2 separate regions of the Aedes albopictus genome follow, and region 1 is linked to region 2. A link is a contact called in public Hi-C data. All regions are on one chromosome and are shown on one strand. The core of a region is the stretch at or near the end of the contact, and the rest is flanking DNA. Distances in the headings are between cores, read along the strand shown.

Evidence for each region. Hi-C and Micro-C count contacts between places; a contact is called where the count stands out from the background.
Region 1: a Hi-C map of whole body shows a contact between it and region 2, with 5 times the contacts expected there. The contact joins the promoter of LOC109403404 here to the promoter of LOC115257483 in region 2. A contact is called at or near these places in 2 of 3 Hi-C or Micro-C datasets (whole body and whole pupa).

The regions. Positions count from the first base shown.
Region 1 is chr3:268,697,181-268,702,021 of AalbF5, forward strand. It overlaps LOC109403404 (phenoloxidase-activating factor 2), which reads right to left and starts at 1,851. Exons shown (of 5, transcript XM_019676229.3): 1 at 1,764-1,851; 2 at 1,231-1,393; 3 at 992-1,125. The coding sequence starts at 1,386.
Region 2 is chr3:268,541,952-268,546,587 of AalbF5, forward strand. LOC115257483 (sericin-2-like) reads left to right here and starts at 1,716. Exons shown (of 3, transcript XM_062860726.1): 1 at 1,716-1,939; 2 at 2,999-3,289. The coding sequence starts at 3,278.

The DNA of each region.
Region 1 (4,841 bases), core at 601-3,100, 160 kb after region 2:
TATGACAATATGCTATCTATGGAGAATTTTCAATTTTTCATGGTGCAATTCATATTTCATATGGTGCAGTTTGATAATATTTATGAAGCATTCATCTATTTTCTATGGTACAATTTCAATTTTTTATGGTGCAATTTAATTATTCTATGGAGCAATATTCAATTTTCTATGGGTACCATTTGAATTTTTTATGGAGCATTTGCATTTTTCTATGTAGTATTTAAATTTTATTATGGAGCAGTATTATTAATTGGTTTGGGTATTAATTTTACTTTGAATAAGACAATTTTATTTTTTACGTGTACATTTTTTATAAAATAAGGAACGTTTTCAATTATTTATGGGTTACTTTGCACATTTTTATGAAACATATGTTCATTCTTTATGGAGCGGTTTTTAATTGGCGATGTGAAAATTAAACGATGATAAAGAAAATCTCGGCTAGCTGCTGCTTTGGTGCGGTTTTCTTCGTCGTACGCAAAACGAGAAAAAAAATTCAATTCGAAAGTGGAGTGAAATTGAAACGAGAAGTGTAATTATTCGATTTCTGGTGATACAGAGACACACATCTCTTCGCTTCCATCCTCTTTAGATGAAACTAGATTGGAAAAGTGAAGTTGGAATATCTGAAATGATTAACTATTTTCCATTTGATGTTACGGGAATTAGCGCATATGACGAAGAAAATCTTCACCCTTATTATTTGCCGATCATCAAAGTAATGCGAAAAAGAACTGGCGAAGCAGCTCGTAATAACTTCTGAACATCCAAATTAATCGCTTTGAATTGAAATTGAATCAACATGCTTTGAATAAACGTGCAAACATAGCCGGCTTTATTATATGCATGTTAGATCGCTTAAAGATTCAAAGGAATCCAGAATACATCTCGTAAAAAAATATGCTGTAGAGCAAAAGGAGGATGTATTCGCTGTTCTCCATCATCGTTTTTCCTGTAGGGAGGAAATCATTTTTTATAACACTATACTCACTTGACGTCAATCTCGTTGAACTTGTTTTGATCCGCGAATTCGGCTTCGGGCTTGCACATGAAATATGGCACGCAGGTACATTTTTCTCCTTGAGCTGTGATTAATGTCATCGGAGAGAGGGTTGGCGAATTTGGCTGTTTTGCCGGCGGAGAATATAAAAAAATAAAATGATAGAATAAACCCGACTGACAAAAGTCCTTCAGAACCGGTACCGCTGGGGTGACCGGATAGCAACTTACCCCTAGTGGATCTGGTGTGACCACTTCGTCGAAACTTGCACGGTTGGCAAAGTCCAGAATCGATGTTTCATTTTCAGGAAAGTATACCTTGTCGATCGACTGCTGAGCCGTTGCAACTGCAACGGCCATTGCAGCCACTACCAATGCCACCTTCATTGAAGCTCTGCAAGACGAAAGGAAATCCTCAGACATGCGTCCTTCAACGGTTCAACGCGTTAAACGTTTCTGTTGGAGCGGAAAACTTTGCTTTGCAGTGCTCTTTTGTTGCTAGATGAGCCGCAATCGAAATGGGTTACTTAATCATGTTCAAGAGTATGACCTTCAATAATTCCGTTAGAGATGAATAAAAACAGCTTAATTTAAATTAAAACCACTAACACAGGTGCAGTTGACAAAAAAAAGAGTATAAAGAAAGAATCTTTCAACGAACCGGCTTAATCAAAACTAAAAAAATCCCCGTTGAGCCAAAACAAACAACTGGTGAAACTCCTAATCCCAGAACGTAAAAACAAACATCAACAAATTTAACTCACTACCAGATCGATCGGAAGATCAAGCAATCTACAAACCACACTCTTACAAAGTCAATAGCATACTGATGCGAGAGACGAAAACCTAAGCCGAAATATACGATCGCTGAGTGCTGTCGGCTCTGACGGGGTTCGTCCAAGAACGAGGTAACATACCGCTTGGGTATGGTATACTTGATGCATGATTTTATTTATTTTTATATTTGAAAAATAATAATTCAGTTGGTTTTATAATTTCATCACTATTCTTGGAAGCACCCCACAAGGTCAGCCAATCAGAAAACAGGAACGCACATCCAGTCAGTGAGATGATAAATGACAAATCAGCTGGAGAAAACTGGTTTCGGATAATACCGGGAACCCCGGATCCAAACAGAATAGCATGTAGGTAGGTCGGTATAATATTAAAATTCTGAATATTCACTTAACAAAGTTTACTCATTTATTAGCAAGGTAACGTGTGAAGCTCTCTGTCCAGTTCAGTTCAATTAACATTGCATAATTTAAATTACTATGCTTGTCATAGGCTATCTATCGTCGATTGCAATTTGTTATCGGCGATAAATTCGAAACGGATCCGTAGTTGGGAAGTTTTTGTTGGTTTCTTTGGCATTATGTTGCTATGACCCGACCATTCGAATGCCTGCAGTTAGTATTGGTGCCAGCCAACCGAGATCGCGATCACGAATGGTGTATTTTGTGTTGATGATTCGCTGTTCTTCTTCAATCTTCTTTCTTTTTCGTGCTTGATGATCGATCGTTACTATCGATCAAATTACCGTATGGGTCATAATTCTTGGACATTCCGAAATGATTGAAGCTTTTGAGTTTAAGGGATTTTTTAAACTAGCAATCCGACTGGGCCCGGAAGGTATCTGATTTCCTTGAAAATTTGACATGCTTTAAATTTGTTCTCCATTGATCGATTGAGTTGAAAATTTGACTGTGAACTACATATATGGTCAATTTTGAAATTGCTAAATTTAGATTTTTTCGAAGCACTCGTAAAAAAGTTGTGTAATTGTTCAAAATAATAGAAGTGTGAACAAATTGAATTTCTGCTCCACCATGAATAATAAAATAAAAATTCGTACCTTTTCGGACAACATCCGTCGAGGTTACAAATTAGAATGAAGAAAAAAAAAATAAAAATAGTTTATGGCAAAAAATAAACAAATTCTGCTATTATTTAGAACACTGTCAAAGAGTATATAAAAATTGGGCAGGTGCTCAGAAAAAATCTAATTTTTGCTATTGCGACATTCCGAATTCATTATTATCGCAGTCGAATTTCTCACACGACTTCACAGCGGCTAAGGTACACATGTCCGCTTGTGTTCATGACAGGGGTGTCGGATGTGCAATAGGTAAACAAAGTTTGAATTGTCGCTGGGGAATGATGATTCGTTGGATTTTCAAATTATCACAATAGTCTAAACATTAATGAGCAACCCAATATAACACAAATTACCATATTTGTTCTCTGTCAATTTTTTGGCGCAATTGGTCATAGAAGAACAAAGAAACAGACAGTTAAAGTGGACTATTTTGTATGAAAATTGGCTTTCACTGCTTTTTTTTTTTTTGAAAAAAATTTTAGATCTGCGATGAATATTACTAACCAGAGTTACTCCAGAAATTGGGGTTGAAGATGTCTTCAGTAATTTCTCCAAGGATTTCGTCAGAAAGCCTACAGGAAAGGCTCTAAAGATTCCCTCGGCAATTCCTTCAATAACTCGTTTAGGAATTCCTCTAACGATTCTAGCAGAAAATTTTCCGATGAGATCTGCAGAAACTTCTGCAGATAAACATTCAGAAACTCCTCTAAGCATACTTCCGAGTAATTTTCTAAGAACTACTTCAGCAATACCTCCGTGAATTTTTAGGAATTTCTCTTGAATTTATTCGAAGAATACTTATCTCCAATGATTTACAAAGCAATGCCCAATGGATTTGTTAAAAAAAACTATACTAGCATAAACATTTTTCTAAGGAATTCAATATAAGTTTTCCTCTTCAAAATTTCTCCAGAGAATCCATCAAAGATTTGTTTGAGGAAATCTTAAAAGCTCCTCCAATGAATCCATCAGAAATTTCTCTAAGGATTCTCTCAAGAATTCCTCCAAGGGTTCTTTCGGGGCCGGATCACAACGTCCGAGGCCATACTGTCCCGGTCGCTAAGTCGCATTTTTTTTTGCGAAATAACATCCAAAAGTTTGGATGCGTCACAATATCCTATGTGCCTTCTTTCCTTGGACTTCGTGACATATCTGCATGTTTGGACGTTATGCCCCGAAAAAATGCGCCATAAAGTCCTGGTTCTTTCTTGTAAATTTGCTAGTATTACATCAAGATTTTTTGTTCAGAAATCTCTCTTAATCAGAAAGATAATTATCGGACAAAAGAGACACTAAGCAAGCAAAAAGGCGCGGCAATTGCCAACGGAAAATGGCATGATATCGGAATTTTTTGTTGGTTTCAACACAAAAGCTTAATTTGTTGCGTACTTTTCTTCTCGTAATACTAACCCAAACACGAAACTTTTTGATGGTAGATCTTCAACAGCGTTGCAGTGTTTATCCACTTATCCTCTCGAAAATAGTAATGCAAGGCTAAAAATCTCTAATCTCGTGTTGATCGATCTTTATCCTATTCTGTTCAAGTGAGCTATTAGAATAACTAGCCACAGAAGTCCAATGTCGCGACTGTTCGTGTGACTAACATCTAGTTTGCCACGCACTTACAGCGTCATTAGCGGTACTACAAGTGTCAAATAAATTTTGTTTACCAAAACAAAAGATGCTCTGGAAAATGAGCGTTCATAAACAATCAGTTATTACAATTAAAGTTATTAACATAATTAATTAGGAGTAGTGATTACAGCGCCATTGGAGTTCTAGTGTATTTCTATTAGTGAGCTTGAGCATTAGCTTGATTGACCGCCCACAGTTGCAACTCCAGTATCGCCAGATCAGCTACATTCACACAAGGAACCAATGAGATAGTGTTTCTTTTCGTTTCAGAGAGCGCTTTAGTCAAGGCTTGTAGCCAGGACACTTGGTCCAAGCGCCTGTGATCCAT
Region 2 (4,636 bases), core at 466-2,965:
TTTTCTACCCTGTCCTTGGTAGAATGATGAGCACACGATGATGAAATGATGTGTGGCTGTTGCTCCTTTTCCAGTCCGATTAGGAGTCGTCCATTATGGGTTGCCGTTTGCCGATATCCAATTATCCAGGTCCGTTTGAGCTATAAGAGCTCAGAAGAGGGTCAGGTGCCAGCTGCTCTTAGGGGGAAAGAGCAACTGACGAAGTGCCGGGGCTGGGATCGAACCCATGACCATCCGCTTATGAAGCAAACGTGTAGCCACAGCGCCACAGGCCCCGACAAGTCGTATTTTCAGAGGACGAACTCAAATTGATAAGACCGGTTATTTCATTTAAACTATTTTATTGACGAATAAAACATATTCCTAATCATAAAGTTGCGTTCCTAAGAACATTGAATAATTTCCCGGGATCCCGGGATTTCCCGGGACAAGCAACAAATTTTATCCCGAATCCCGGGACAAGCGAATTGGTCGGGAAATGGAACCTCTAATTCGGAATTATGAAATATACACATCACCAGTGTAGGGACTGAGAAAGAAAACCATCTACTCGGCTTAAGGTATAACAACAATAGTTTATTCAATATCAATGTCAAATTATATTAAGGGCGGACGGGACGGTCGAGGAAATATCCGCCGTTGCTCTGTTTCTTCTAAGATGGTAATCTCAGATTCTACTTCATATAATGGAACAAAAATCTATCATTGTGTATGCTCACTTGCAGTGCATATGCTGATTGTTTTTCAGCCTCATCTGTGCGATAGAAATCGAGATTACCATCTTCAAAATCGCGAGGCAAATTGTTAGAAAGAGAGGGAAGATAGGAAAAATAACACAGCGTCCCGATTCACCTTAAGCATATATTGCTAGGATCCTACAACCAGGAAGTGCTTCGTGTTCTGAATAATTTTGCCGAAGATAGGATGTTGCTATCTTGTCTAGATTTCCAAAGTGCTTGCTACAAAGACACATGGTACAACCAATCACCAGGAGTAAAATGGAATCGAAAGAAGTTAAATATGTGGAACTAATGAATTCGCCTTATTACCAGCGGAAGTTGCATGAAATTCCAATCGGATTTCACTACACGTACATACCTATAATATAGTGTATACTGAAAGTTGATTCAATAACTCCAGAGATACGTCAATGCAAATTTACATAGTTCCACTTTTTTGTCCTGTCGGTACTTTACGTTATAAAAATCCTGTTGGTATAAGCAGTGTTAAATCAGTTTCGTATAGAACCTGAACTGTATTTTTTAAGGATTATGGTGTCACGCAAAAAAAATAACAAATGCATTAAATAGCGTACAGAACAAAAACCAGATAGATAGAATCCACATTATATTTAGGATTTAGGTTTTTTAAAAAATGCTGAGTACAAAAAGCGAGATTTTTAATGTGTTGTTCCTAAATACAAAATACAACAGCGCGATCGTTCGAGGGTAAAGATCTTTGCATAGCGTTCTACAAAAGCATTCCTAATGTACCCACATTATCATTACAATGACCATAAACAGTGATGCTACCTACAAAGTCCATCCATGGACTTTATGTATGCTGCTGAAGTTGCGGCGAATGTGTCAACAAGAAAGCTTTCGATAGCTTGTGCTAGCTGACGACAACGACGACGGCGCTCTCTCAAAGCTCCTTTTTCCTCATTTGTAGTTGTGTTCAACGGCAAGCAAGCAGCTACGCTCATTCCGCTACATTCACAATTCAGTCTATGAGAGACCGTCGTGCAGTGAAGACGTATCGTTTCGGTATCGCGTAAATCGTATTTTTTCTTCAGTGTTGTGCATTAGAACGCGCGCGGAAGGGTGAAATAGCATTAAAAAACCGCTTGCATTAGTTCCCTCTCTGTCTGGTGCGTGTTCCTCTTTCGTTTCGTCGGTCGCCGTCGTCGTCGTCGGTGGCGACGGATGGGTGGTTGGTGGTGAGTGAAGTGAAGACGGCGACGACGAGAAAAACATCGCTCGCCATCCAAAGGGGGAGGTGAAAACTTGGATCATCCGCCAACATTGGCGAGCATCGGTGCCTAGTGTTGTGGGAATGAGTGATTGCCAAGAGGGGTGTTTTCTGGGGGCAGCGGGAAGAAAAAGAAGAAGTTTGCTAAGCTTGTGGAGCCTCATCAGTGCCGGATCGGGTGCGCTGTGCGTATTTATGTTGTGCGGGGTGGCGTGAAAAGAAATGAATGAACCCCTGAGATAGAGCGAAAGGCAATTTTTAACTTGGCGTACAGGTTTTCTCCGCATAGTGCGAAAGGCTACTGGTTTAGTTGTCAGTAAACTGAAACTGTGGTATATTGACACTAATCATACAGGAAAACATACGCATGTGGTGGTCATAAATTAAGCATTCCGCAAATTGAAGTGTTACATTGAGAGAAGAGTTGCAAATAGATAGTTTTTCGCGACGTAATTTATGGCGTCATTGGTAAACATAATTTGTTAAAACTAGATCGAAAACGTCGTTCGCCAGCAGCGCAACTTGAGAGGATTCCTGTATCGTCAAGTTAAAGTGTGTAGTCAAATAGGATTCATGCAGTGCTCCCTTATTTACTGACAGCCAGTTGAACTCCAACCGCAATTGATGTTACTGTAGTGAGAGCAGAGAACTTGCGTCACCTGATTGTTCAGCAATTAAACGAATGAGAATAACAGCAAAAAAAGTGCACGCACATGTCGCTCATTGTATATTGGATGCCGTCTGAGTGCACCATCTAAGCAGTCCATCAGCATAAAGTTAGATTTCACAGAAGGTGGGTGGGTGTGCTGTAAACTTTTGACAGTGCGGTTCCATATTCTAGTGTGTGTTGGTGTTTGTTTCTTCCGTATGGCTTTTGCTTTTGGATCTTACTAGAGTGTGTGTTTCTCTCTTTGAATCTGTTTCAGTCGTGATTGTATGGTTATTAATTAAAATATAGTTAAACAATCGCGCCAGGTAAAAAAATGTAACATACGGAACTTTCCATTAATATGTATTCTCTATGAAGTAAAGGGAAAAGAAAGCAAGTGAAGTGAAAAACGGATACGTCGATTAATTGCACGAAAAAAGAAGAAACCGTATCAAAAGTTGCAATTTGAGCCGACGTACAAGAAGCAGATAAGTGAATAAAGATCGCAATTTACCTATACAAGAAGTTAAGTGATCCTTTGATTGCTTCCCCGCAAGAGGGTGTAAATGCAGTGATAACATAGGAATACTTTTATGGATTACCAGTAGATTGCTGTTTTAATTGGATTTGGCCAAGGATATCGATAAACACGCGACGATGGATATTAAGGTGAGTTGTTTAATGAATTTCCAATGTACATATGATTTTAAGTAGCGCCTTAATTGATAAAGTATGAAAATTCGTATATTTTACACGATGTATGACGTTGGATTACGTCTAAATTGTTGTAGATTTTCAAAAACTACGAAATTTAAAGATTTATCAAGTTTAAAGGGCCACAGGGGTTCCTTGGAAGATTTACGAGCAGGGCACCAAATATTCATGGCCACTGGGAAAATTCACGCGGATTTTTTTTTTCTGAATTGTCTCAATCATGTTGAGGTAATAAATATCAAACGAACTCTTTGGAAAATTACACACAACCAGGGATGCAAAATGCCATTTGCTTCTTGCAAATTTAACTGCCCTAGTAAGAAATACATTAGGTACATAGCTACATGCAGGTTTCTTAATTCCGATTTTGCGTCACTCTTCATCGAAGAGTCTTTAATATGTTTATATATATGTATATACATATATTTTGTGCAAACATTCTGTGCGGATTGTAAAAACAGTCACATGGATAGCACTCTAGCATTCACTCAAACGAACGAAGAGCAATAATTAGGCTTGATAATTCTCCTCAAAATCAAAAGAGTTTTGCAGCATGCTCTACAGCGGTGTTTTATTTCTGCCTCGTCGCGAGCTCGAGGCGAGGGAGCGAACAAACCCCAAACAGAGAGGCAAAAAAACTATGCGAGGAAGAGGGGAACGAAAAAAGAGCCGATGATGATTTCGGATAGAGGAGTGCGTTTTTTTGCCTCGAGTCGTTTTTTGTATAGGAGTGGAACTCGCGAGAGCTTCTTGAGTGTGAGTCGGCATGAGAAACACAACAACCGATTATGAGTGTTGGACGAATTCCTCGCTGCGCGACAAGCTCGCGCTCGCTGCTGTTGAGGATTTGGGTTGTGATTTCTGAGTTTTATTTTTCTCCTCAGAAAATCGCCGAAATCACTTCTTCATTTTCTCGCGAGGGAGTTTCTGTCAAGCCTGGCAATAATAATAACAATGCCAAACGAGTGTGATGCGCTCATTGCACTGTTGAGTGAAAATGATTGAAATGAAGCGAATATGCGGATTAGGGCTTCCAATCCCGGGATGAATTTCCCGGGAAATGAAATTTCCCGGGATTCCCGAATCCCGGGAATCAAATTTTTGTTTCTCGGGTTTCTCGAATTTCCCGGGATTTTTTCTACTGTCTTACTTTTGTCAAGTGTTGAAGGACCAATGTTAAATTGCGAGTCAGTTATTGATTTACCCAGCTTCTTGATTAACGTTCGTCATATCATATGACCTCTATGCAGACGTTATTTACTTTGATGTTTTTATATAATTCAAGCTGATCGAAAAGCTTTT